2 separate regions of the Hordeum vulgare genome follow, and region 1 is linked to region 2. A link is a contact called in public Hi-C data. All regions are on one chromosome and are shown on one strand. The core of a region is the stretch at or near the end of the contact, and the rest is flanking DNA. Distances in the headings are between cores, read along the strand shown.

Region 1 (5,588 bases), core at 762-3,261, 580 kb before region 2:
TTCTTACATGTAACTCAGATACTGCTCTGCCAACAGTATCATTTCTTGATGTAGCAGCAATAGCTAACTTCAGTTTGTGGGCACTCCTATAGTCTTCTCTACACACAGCAGTGCGGAGTTGTAGCTGAAACACAATACACGGCCATCAGGAAATTTGCAATTTGATAGAAGTAAACATTAAGAGGGAAAATATATTGACAAAAAACAAAATACGCACATGGTATTATCAGCAATGCGCAAAGAACTAAGTTATGCCCAATATTGCCCATACATTTTTTTTAATTAGTCATGTACAGATATGACACAACCAGCACTCAATGGTTCCAATTCCAGATACAAAAAAACTGGCACACCTAATGAAAAACAATTCTAAAAACATCAAACATCATATAAAATGCAAATAAGCTCCTGGCTCTTCTTTATGTTGTCATGAAGTAAGACCTTTTTGCCAATAATACATGGCGGCCAATCATGAAGCTTAGTGGTGTGATTTCAGAAAGGTAGTTCAAACTGTAACTCCTATATTATCGTTGCTTCTACCGTAATTTGTAGCCCCAGCTCTACAATAAGAGCATAGGTGTTCTATCAGTCTAAACCACGGTATGATGCATGCTTTGTAAATCTATTAGACCACTGAGCCTATCAATGGTACGATGCATGCTTTGTGAATCTATTAGACCACTGAGCCTATCAGCAGTATGATGCATGCTTTGTGAATCTATTAAACCGTTGAGCCTATTAACGAAAGTGTATAGCGGTATAAGCATTGCAAACCTTCAATACAAATGTAGACACGGTATCTCTCACATGTTGTTGGCATGGTAACAGATGGCATAGGCCATAAATGGAACACATTATGGTGCTAAGCCCAAGATATAGCGTACCATCAATGGATTGATCTAACACGACATTAGTAGTTCCAAGACACACCAAAAAAAAAAAATTGGCGACTAATTCATGTTGATACTTGAGAAAAAAATGTGTCACTCCAAAGAAGCCAGTTTAAGTTTGAGCCTTGCTTCAGTAGTGCTTCAGCTCCCTAAGGAGTAAGTTTCTTCGGAACAGTTAATCGTCATCAATTGAGCTTATCGAGTATCGCATTTCCTAAATTTCTTCAGAACCTACTAGTTCCTAGGATAAGTCAAGTATAGATGGTCCGGCAGAAAAGGGCAATATGGAATTCGGGCATGGTCCATGGAGGACATTTGTACTGCTAAACGTTCCATGTTCGTAATCACATGTTATAAAAAAGACGATAACGGTGCTTTCTGTGCAAACCTCATCCATATTCACAAGTAGTGACTGATCAGTGAGAAAAATCAACCTGAAGTTCATCAACAAGGCGCTCGCTCTCCTGAACGAGGGCGAAGTGCTGCTTCCACCTCTCCCAGCTCCACTTCCCTTCTTCCTGCATCACGTCCACCTCCTCGCCGTCCTCCTCCACTCCCTGCCCTCTCTCCTCCAGTTCGTGAGAGCTCTCCGCTCCCGTCGACCGACCCGCCTCCTTCGAGGGGTGTACCGAGGGCCAGTAATTCCCGACGTACTCGCTCCACCGCCGCACGGCGCCCTGGAAGGCGTCGTGGAAGAGCGCGTCCCAGCCTCGGCGTCGCTCGCCGCCGGGGTCCGCACCGGGGCTGCGCGCGCTGCACCGAAACACCGAGGCAGCGTCGGAGGCGCGGCGAGTCGGCGCGGCGCCCGCCAGGCGGCGGACGCGGAGGAGGCGCTGGCCGCGGTGCGCGGCGAGGAACCGGCTAGGGTTGGGGTCCGGCTGCCGCGAGGACGAGGAGGGGAAGGAGGCGGCCGCGGCGGGCAGCGGCGCGCGGGGCGCGGTGTAGACGGACGCCATGGAGGCGGAGTCGGCACGGCCGCGGATGTGGAGGTGCAGGCCGCCGCGCGACGCACCGGAAGAATCGTGCTCGTGCGCTCGTGCCGCGTGGTCGCCTCGCGTTGTCTCCTTTCCTGTGGATTGGGTCGAGGGCGGGCGCAACTGATAAGACTTTCGCGGGGAGCAGACGAACCTCGTGGGGAGCGAACATGACGGGTGGGGCCTCAGCGAGCGAAACTTGTTTGCGGGCCGGGGCTCCGAGTTTTTGCGGCTAGATGTGCCTTGCTTGTGTCCTCGGAAAATGCTGTGGCGCTCACCGTGTCGGTACTCGGTACAAAGGAGGACGATGGTTGGTGGGGTCCGGCCACGTTCTTCAGAAGCGGGGCTTCTCGAATGCACCTCGTGTCGTCCGCGCCGGCCGAATGAACCGAGGGCCCGTCCATTTGCATCGGCTTTTCAAGTTTTCTCACATCAAGTCCTTACACTGTCATCATTTGGTGAAGTTTTTATTTTATAACCTTAAGCTGGTCGTAATGAGTAGTATCACGCTGGTTGTAATGGGTGATATCATATATTAATAAAAAAAATCTGAAATGAACCTTGAACTCATAGAGGCTAGCGAAATCGAACCCCGAAGTTCAAATCCCTAAAATCAGCACTCTCAACTGTCAAATCTTAGTCTAAATTAAACCCTGGAGTGGTTTTGGGTAGAAAAACACTTACGTGGCATAGTCAACCGGGATCCTTTGACTGGTGGGCCCTCGCTGACAGATGGGGACGTTGGAAGTGGGATAAATCGATTGGGGATTTCTCTTCTTAGCTAGGGTTTGCACGGCGGCGGCACGGAGACGCAGGGGCGATTGGAGATTTCTCGTCGGCGTACGGCGGTGGGCAGGGCGATGTCGTGGTCATCGGGGTCTTCCTCTGCCGGATTTTTTCACTGTTTTGACCTTACAGGTAAACATGAGCATAAAATGAACTCAGTCTGAAAATATTTTCGAATCTGACCCTTTTTAGAAACGCCAGAGTCCGTGGCGTTGCTGCTCCACGTAGAAACACCAGTCTAACGTGGCGTTTCTGACCTACATTCAAAAGTCAGTCTGCTGGACGTTGTAGCCTATATAGAAACGCCAAGTCCCATGGCGTTTCAGGCTATGTAGCAACGCCAAGGCGCATGGCGTTTCAATGCATGCGCTACTGTTCGCATCATGCAGGCAGGCATGCAGGCATGCGCCGCTGTTCGCAGCTACTGTTTGCTACTGGTCACTGCCCCTCTCTGCTCGTTTTTAAGTCTTGCATGCGAGCTACACTGTGCATGGGAGAAAAAATAATGCCCACTAAAGAGGATCGGAGGGAGTACAGTGCATGCATGCATGCAGGCAATGCAGAGGCAGGCACGCACACACACATAACTATGGGATGTGGCTATGGTGTGGCGTAGAGTAGCATGGATGATGAGCAGCAGTAAAATAAACTATTGTTGCTCCTGCTGGCACGGTGACACCGGCACAGTAGCTCATGCATGGTTATTTGCCTCAGAAACGCCAACGCGCATGGCGTTTCACAGAAGGCCAAAAACGCCACACTACACAGGCGTTTCTTAATAGGTCTGCAACGCCACGTTAGAGTGGCGTTTCTTAATATGGCTGCAACGCCATGGATTATGGCGTTTCAAGAAAAGGGTCAAAACGTGAAATTGTTTCCAAACGAGTTCGTTACGTGATTATCTTACCCCCCTCGGATCAAAATAGTGAAAAAACCCTCCTCTGCCCCCGGCTTCCGCCGTGCGTCTGGTAGGCGGGGCATGGATGCGAGGTCGCCGGTCCCATACCGCTAGGGCGCTATGGCGTATGAGCCGGCGAAGATGTGCCACTTCAACCCAAGGAGGAAGGCATCCAGATGGATTTCGTGGAGCGAGATGAATCCAGGGCGGCGGTACTATGCGTGTGTGGATGCAATGGTTTGTCTCCCCTGATTTTTGCTAGCATTTGTGTTCTTCGTCTGTTTCTAGCATTCCTTTGTTGATTGATTCGTTTTGTAATTGAATAGCATGGTGGTTGTGGTTTCGTTGAATCGCATGATCCTTCATTGCCAAAGATTTTTAGTGATTTAATTGGGGATTTGAGGAATGAGGTGTGGAAGCTGAAGGGTGATGGTCGTCTGGCTCTCGCTGAAGATGCATTTGGAGATGTCCATATGGCTGAAGATGAAGCAGGAGCAGACATGCTTCCTATGAATCTCCAAGAGCAGATGAAGGTGAAGAATGCAGAGCTGGATGCAATGAAAAACAAATATATAAATCTATTTTATGTGTTCACTATCTTTGTCCTTGGTTTAGTGTTAGGGAAATTTGTAGTTTAAAGAACAACGGTGTTGTGTGGTTTGTGTAATGTGTACTGGTTATTGCAGTGTGTGTGGTTTGTGTAATGTGTACTGGTTTATGCAAGTGCAATGTGCAATGAACTTGTTTATTATGTTTGTGTACTGGTTATTGAATTGGAAGATAGGTGCAATGAACAACAAAGTCTGATTATGTTTGTGCAATGAACAACAGAGTCTGCATATTATAAGAAATATGATTCATAAACAAGATAGGTGCAATGAACAATGTGCAATGTGCAATGAACAACAGAGTGTGCAATATTTAGAGTCATAAACAGGTAATATGATCTGCATCAGGTCTGCATATTACAAGATCACCAAAAGCATCAGGTGTGCATCGGGTTGTTACAAGCACAAAAGCATCAGGTGTGCATCGGGTTGTTACAAGCACAAAAGCATCAGGTGTGTTGTTACATCAGTAGTTGCCACTTTAAGTGAAGTATGAGTAAGATGGAATTGAAGAAGCGGGTCTGCCCCTCTTTGCTCCTCTTCCTCTGCCTCTCACAACTGCTGGATTTCCTGTTGGTAGAGCAGCTTGAGAAGGACCTGCTGCAGTTCTTGGTGCTGGAGCAACTTGAGAAGGACGTGTTGCAGTTCTTGGTGCTGGAGCAGCTTGAAGTACCGGCTGTTGTAGCTGTAGCTTTGTTTCTTGGAGGTTTAAACTGCCTTGTTGTTGCTGGAGATTGAGATGCAGGTTGAGAGCTAGATGATCCAGGAACATGAGAGCTAGTAACATTGCCAGTAGTGTCCTGAAAACATTGACAGTAATGTCAATCATTCACAACCATGAAAAATCATCTGAAAATAGTTATATTACCTCTGTTCTGGATCTTTTCTTGGCAGTCTTCACTAGATGGACATTTTTCTTCTTGCCTTTCTCTGGATTCTTTTTACAACCAGACTTGTTGTGCCCTGCTGTGCCACACATTGAACAAACTATAATTGTGCCATGCTTGCTCATTTTCTTGCCCACTGGTTTCTCATGCTCTTCCCTCTTCCTTGCATTCTTCTTGGGCCTCCCTGGCACCCTAACATAACCAGGTGCTTGTGGCATAGGATGAGCAGAAATAGGCCACATCTCCTCACCCTCCACAGGTTCCAAGCAGTGGTCATAAATTCTTTTGAATGTTTCAATGATGTAGCAAGGATCAATGTAGTCATCCACTTGTTTCTTGCACTTGTAGATTGATGCTATGGCATGAGAGCAAGGGAGGCCAGAGAGCTGGAAGTAACCACAGGAGCAAGTTCTTTTCTGCAAACTGACTGTGTATTGCCTTCTTCTCCGAGTGAGCAACTTGACTTCATACCCATCTTTTCCATTCCAGAGCACCTCCATGAACTGGGTTCTTGCTATGCTTGCTTGCAATTTTTTAAATATGCT
Region 2 (5,788 bases), core at 1,030-3,529:
CGCCACATAAGTCCCTCACGCAAGTACATCAATCGAACATTAATCTTTGTTTCCGCATGAGACGGTCCTATCCTTGCCACCTCGCCTCTAAGCCTTTCAAGCTCCTTTTTTAGGCTTCGAATTTCGCCACGAACACCACCGAAGGTGGACCTCGACCAGTCGCCCAGGTTAAGAGCCAACATTTCTAGTTTGATCTGTACCTCAGTAGCCGAAGAGGTGTGACCCTCGATCTCCCATGCAAAACACACCATCGGTTTCGTCTCATCATGTTTGTCCCACATCACCTCATATTGGAAGCGCTTCGCACTCCTGATTTCTGTCCTAGGATCGAGCTACAGTAAGATTGGCGAGTGATCTGATGAAGCCAGCGAGAGATGCTCTACAATGGCGCTCAGAAATTGTGTACGCCAACCAACCATTGCAAGTGCTCTATCTAGCCAGACCCGTGTAAAAGTGCCACCAACAACTCGTTTCTCATAAGTCCACGTCCTGCCCTTATACCCCAAGTCTACCGGACTGCAAACATCGACGACATCATGGCACCCTTGTATTTGTGATTGACTTCGAGTCCCGATACCGTCATGCTCGTCGTGGCGTAATACTTCATTGGAATCACCCATGCAAAGCCAATGGATATCATGTAGCATCGACAGATTTTTCATCGTGTCCCACGTGTGGTAGCGCAAATGAGTTTGGGCCTCATCGTGGAAACATGTGAACCTCCATAGATCTCCTCCGAGCATACTGATTTTTGCATCTATATGAATTGTCGGGGCGTTGCCAATCCGTGACAATTCTAGCTTAACAGATTCATGGCGCACGATGATCCTCCCCAGAGGAGGCCACCAAACACGCATTATTAGTTTTGACACCAGTTGCCTTCTTCCCGTCCATGCCAACACTCTTATCTGCTGTAGCTGATGTTCTGGATCTTTTAGGTTCTTGCTTTGGTGGAGGGATAGGGAGAACAAATTGCACATCCATTGCCCCCTTGGACACCGGCACAAGCTCAAACCCGTGTGCTGAAGAAGGGTTTTCTACAACAACAACCTCAAAGGGACATTTGCGGCTCGGGTCCATCTCATCAACCTCAATGTCCCCCGCCTCGGTCTCACTTGTATTATTACCAGGGGTGTCATTTTTAACCCCCGATCTCGATTGCTGAGAAGTGTTTCTCCTCTTGGTCGCCCAACTGGTAGTGGCAGGAGCATGAAGGTTTTTGAAAACCAATGCAGATGGAGGGTGCACACCGTCATCATGTTCTTTGTACTGGTGTCCCATCAAGCCACACACCTGGCACCGATCCGAGAGCCTTTCGTACCTGACTGCAAAGATCTCGCGCTCTCCTTTTCTAGTCAAAGAGATCGCTTTTTTAGGGGAATATGAACATCAAGCCTGACTCGCACCCTGAGAAATTTCCTTCAAAGTCAAAAGATAAGGGTTCGACGTCCACAAACTTGACAAGCTTCGATGCCAACGCCTTGACCTTTCCATGGTACGCAGGAGGGAGATCAATGATCCTAGCCCAAACCTCAAAAGTGAAAAGTTCTATTGAAGATGGCTTGGTGAATTCGTCATAAGGAGCAATGAGCACTCGATGCCTTTGAAGTGCCATGGGCCTCCCTGTGTCACCGTCTCCCAATCACCTAGACAATCAAATTGCATAATGAACAAGTTTTCTTCCAAGGTTTGGATCTGGACAGTTCTAGCTTGATCCCATGTTGCACGCATTGTTCGGAAGAAACCATAGCTTCTAAAACCCTTCTCTATATGCACTGAGGCAATTATCATCCATCATAGGTTCTCCTCCACCGGCGCATCTTCATCCTCAAACACAACATCATCTAGATCACCCCTTCTAGTGCTAGCTCCATCATATCCTCTAGCCGACCCTTGCCCTTGCTGCTAGACGCGTCAAACTTGCTATACGAAGTCATTGATGTAGTGGATGTAGATCGGAAGCCCCCTGTCCTAGATGGTCAAGAGATGTAAGGGACCCCTCCTCTACCGGCCCCTCGATGTCCCGCCAAGGCCGGGCAGCAACACACAGTTGCCCCTTGACCATCGAGAGCAAGAACGATCCAAGATCAAGGCGGAGATGGAAATAATGTGTCTCTACGTCGCCATCGACGTCAAAAGGATAAAAACCCTAACGAAAAGGGTAAAGAGTATATATATATCCTGGAAAGACTTGATGAGGCCGACGATGATCGGGGTCGCATGTAGTACTATTAGTTGCTTTCTCCTTTTGGACAAACCAAACGGACCCTAGATGGCAAGATTGTGGGCTTTTCAGGTGCTGCCGAGCCCAAGCTTGATTACGGGCACCCACGGTCCAATTCAAAGATTCCGCTGTCTAATTCTCTCTTCATCGCTTCCGTTGGTTGCTTCTCTCTCGCGACGCCTGTCCGGCCCCGTTCGCCTTACAAAACCCTAGGCCACACTCTACTCCCATGGCGACGCCGGAGGTGGTCGCCTCCGACTCTGCCAACCCGCAGACGGACGAGCCTTCTCGGACTGAGGAAGCTGCCCCAGTGATTGAACCAGAGGAAGCATACGATCTTGGCGCCGTCGCGGCGGCACCAGCGGTGGAAGAGGTGGCAGCTGCGGATGCCCCGCCCGCTCCCGCCCCCGCTCCCGCTCCCACACCTACCTCCACTTCCACCTCCAGTGCCTCAGTGCCACCGCCGCCTGCTTCCCCTGCCTCGGCTGCCGCTCCAGGGCCGCCGCGGCCGCAGTTCGCTGGCTCGCCGGCGTACATGGCGCCTCCGGCGTCGTCGCCGGTGCCCGCGTTCTCTTACAACGTTCTGCCCAGGCCGCCGCCCCCGCAGCATATGGGCAGCGGTGTGGCCCACCAGCAGCTAGCTTCCGCTCCGGTAGAGTATCAGTATCCTATCCCTTTCTTCAGCTTATATGCTTAACCTAACTATTACCAGACGCTCATTTAAGAAAATCGTTTTTCTCTTGCGTTTGGTGTATGATCCGCATAGGTAATGTGTAATTTTGTTCAAAGGATACATGGTGCTAGCATCGGGGACTATATTTTGGTTAGTTCTGATGATAGGTGCTGAGCCGCTGACATATGATGCAATTTTTAGTTGCAGAAGCCAGTCCCTTGTGTTGTTTATGTAGCGACACTCTGAACTTAGTAATTTCAAACTCATATATAAACCTACTTTAGTCCTCCTGCCAAGAGGGTCATATATCACTCTGGTTAAAAAAAGGATAATGGGTTTGTTTCTGTCAGCTTCAACATGAATGCCTAGTTCATGCTTTTGTCAAAGAAATTGCTCTTTTAGGTGTATGTTACTATGTTGCATAATTATGTTGTAACTTTGCTGTTATGCCTGCTGCACTGTTTTTCACCTTCATTTGGTAAAACATCATTTGGCTGGATTTTTCATCTGACGGAAAACACAGATAGGTGACCTTTCTCTATCACGGTCCACGGACGTCTGACGTGAACCTTACTAGATCGAGGAGTTCTTGCATAAAGATTTCTGAATTTTTCATATGAATGCCTAGAAGCCTACTCAATCAGTGATAATTCTGCTGCATGTTTCATTTGTATAGCTTTCATGATTAGTCAACTGAAAATTCTTAATGGAACTAAATGTACATGGCTTTTGCATCCTGCTTCTGCAACATTTAAAGGAGTAAACGAAATTTGACTTATGATCACTGCAAAACAACTCGACGATGCTCAAGTTAGATTATCATAACTAGTATTCTTATCACTCTTCCTTTCCAGGCTCCGATGGCTCGTCCAATGCCTCCAGCGGCTCTCCAGCCACCAGCTCCACGGCAGTATTTCGGGAACAGACCTTCTTTCTCATATAATGTAGTCTCACATGCCAATGCTAGCCTGCCTACTGGTCAGCAGTTTCAACTTGACACTGTAATTTCTCATGGCTTTATTATTAATAGCATTACTATTGTTCTTGTTATTAGTTTTTAATGAACCGATCCTCTTCTGTAACGCACTAACACTTAATGCCACATTTTCTTCCAGAGGACAAACCATGCTGTCCAAGTCCCTATGTTTGCTCTGCCAGCATCCTTGCAACCTCCTGCTCCTGGGCAATTGCCTCGCCCAGGTGCACCATTCCCTGGCCATATGGCTCCAAATCCTCCTGGATCTATTCGGTTGCCATTTCCAGTGCCACCCAGGACGTCCAATATTCTTTATGGTGCAAACCAACAGGCACAGTCCTGACCCCTAAGCCCTCCAGTTTTCTTTAAGCACTGCATGCTTCGATTGGCTTGCTTCCACCGCTCGAATCTTGTCAATGAGGCACTGATTTTTTTTTGGAATTATTACAGGGTAACCTGGATGTTAATGCTTCGAAGTCGGATGCCCCAAGTGCCCCAGAGGTAAGTCCCCATACAGTGCAGTCACTGCCACCTCGCCCTGAGGTATTTGGGTCTGTTGGGGGTTCTGCACCTGGACAACGTCCTTCAAACTTGTCAACTCCACCAAGCCTCCTTCAGAGGCCTACATGCCCAGCCCCACCTGCTCCTTCTTTGCCTCAAACATCGCCATCAGGTGCTGCACCAGGTGCTGTTCCAAGGGCAACTCAGCAACAGTTTTATCCATCCTATCCTTCAGCGCATGGTAATCCATCTCAACCCTTGTGGGGATATCCTCCACAACCTACTAGCTTTCAGCAGGCTCCCTTCCATTCATATCCACCGGGCTCTCTTGGACCTCTTGGTGCACCAATGGTTGGAACTTCTTCTGTGACCACGTCCTTGCCCAACATCCAACCACCAGGCATTACAACTGGTGATCCCAAAGAACAACCATCTGTAAATCCAGGATCTGTGCAGTCCATTCATACTTCAGTTGAACAACATCCAACAGGTATTCTTCTTACTGGAGCTGATGTTCATGTTGAGTCTTAGTGTTCCTGTTAATTCTCCAGTTCTTATGATTTATGTGTAATGCTGAAGGGCTGGAGGACAGAAGTATGGCCGGAATTCAGGATTCAGATACGTGGTCTGCACACAAAACAGAAGCCGGCGTTTTATATTATTACAATGCCTTGACAGGGGAATCAACTTATCAAAGACCACCTGGCTACAAGGGGGAGGTAGTTGCACCGAAGAATAGCTTTATCAAGTAATATAACTTCATTCTAGTCTGTGACATGGCAATTTAGCACCACAATATAATTAACTCATTTTTTCCTGTGCTGCTATAGCTCGAGAAGGTTGCAGCTCAGCCAGTTCCAGCTTCTTGGTATGTCGTGCAACTGCTCATTTTACCCTGTGCTACTTCGGCTAATTTTATGTTGGCATATGAGGGTTGTAAGAACCTTCTTGAATTTGATCACTCTCACTTTTACACTTTGAGCGTTTTACAAAACATTTTGTACCTACAATTTCTTGTGGACGATAATGTGCACAGCAACCAAAAAGTTATCAAAGTGCATGTTAACATGGGCAGTAAGTCCCCAAACGTAGATTTTGAACAAGAAATGATAGAATCAGGTCTTGCATTAATCTTGCACTTTGGAAAGTCTCCTAAGTTACCCTTGACAAAGTTGATACCAGGTCTTGTGCTAATTTCCTTTTCAGAAACTAATTATAAGGTCTTGCTTAAATGTGGGATGATCGGTATCTAAACGCTCTTATATTTCTTTACAGAGGGAGTACTTATAAAGTATAAACCACAAAATGCGATTATGAGTATTGTAGCTTGCTCTTGTTCACATTTTAATATTGGTGCCAAAAGGCAGGATATTTAGTTTTCTTGTATTATTTGCCATGATTTTACATGTTTTAT

Evidence for each region. Hi-C and Micro-C count contacts between places; a contact is called where the count stands out from the background.
Region 1: a Hi-C map of seedling shows a contact between it and region 2, with 5 times the contacts expected there. The contact joins the promoter of LOC123431696 here to the promoter of LOC123431639 in region 2. A contact is called at or near these places in 2 of 6 Hi-C or Micro-C datasets (leaf and seedling).

The regions. Positions count from the first base shown.
Region 1 is chr1H:293,562,108-293,567,695 of MorexV3_pseudomolecules_assembly, reverse strand. It overlaps LOC123431696 (protein EXECUTER 1, chloroplastic), which reads right to left and starts at 2,011. Exons shown (of 13, transcript XR_006623300.1): 1 at 1,325-2,011; 2 at 8-124.
Region 2 is chr1H:292,982,791-292,988,578 of MorexV3_pseudomolecules_assembly, reverse strand. It overlaps LOC123431639 (pre-mRNA-processing protein 40C), which reads left to right and starts at 2,279. Exons shown (of 16, transcript XM_045115347.1): 1 at 2,279-2,876; 2 at 3,752-3,898; 3 at 4,013-4,204; 4 at 4,324-4,864; 5 at 4,954-5,093; 6 at 5,205-5,242. The coding sequence starts at 2,454.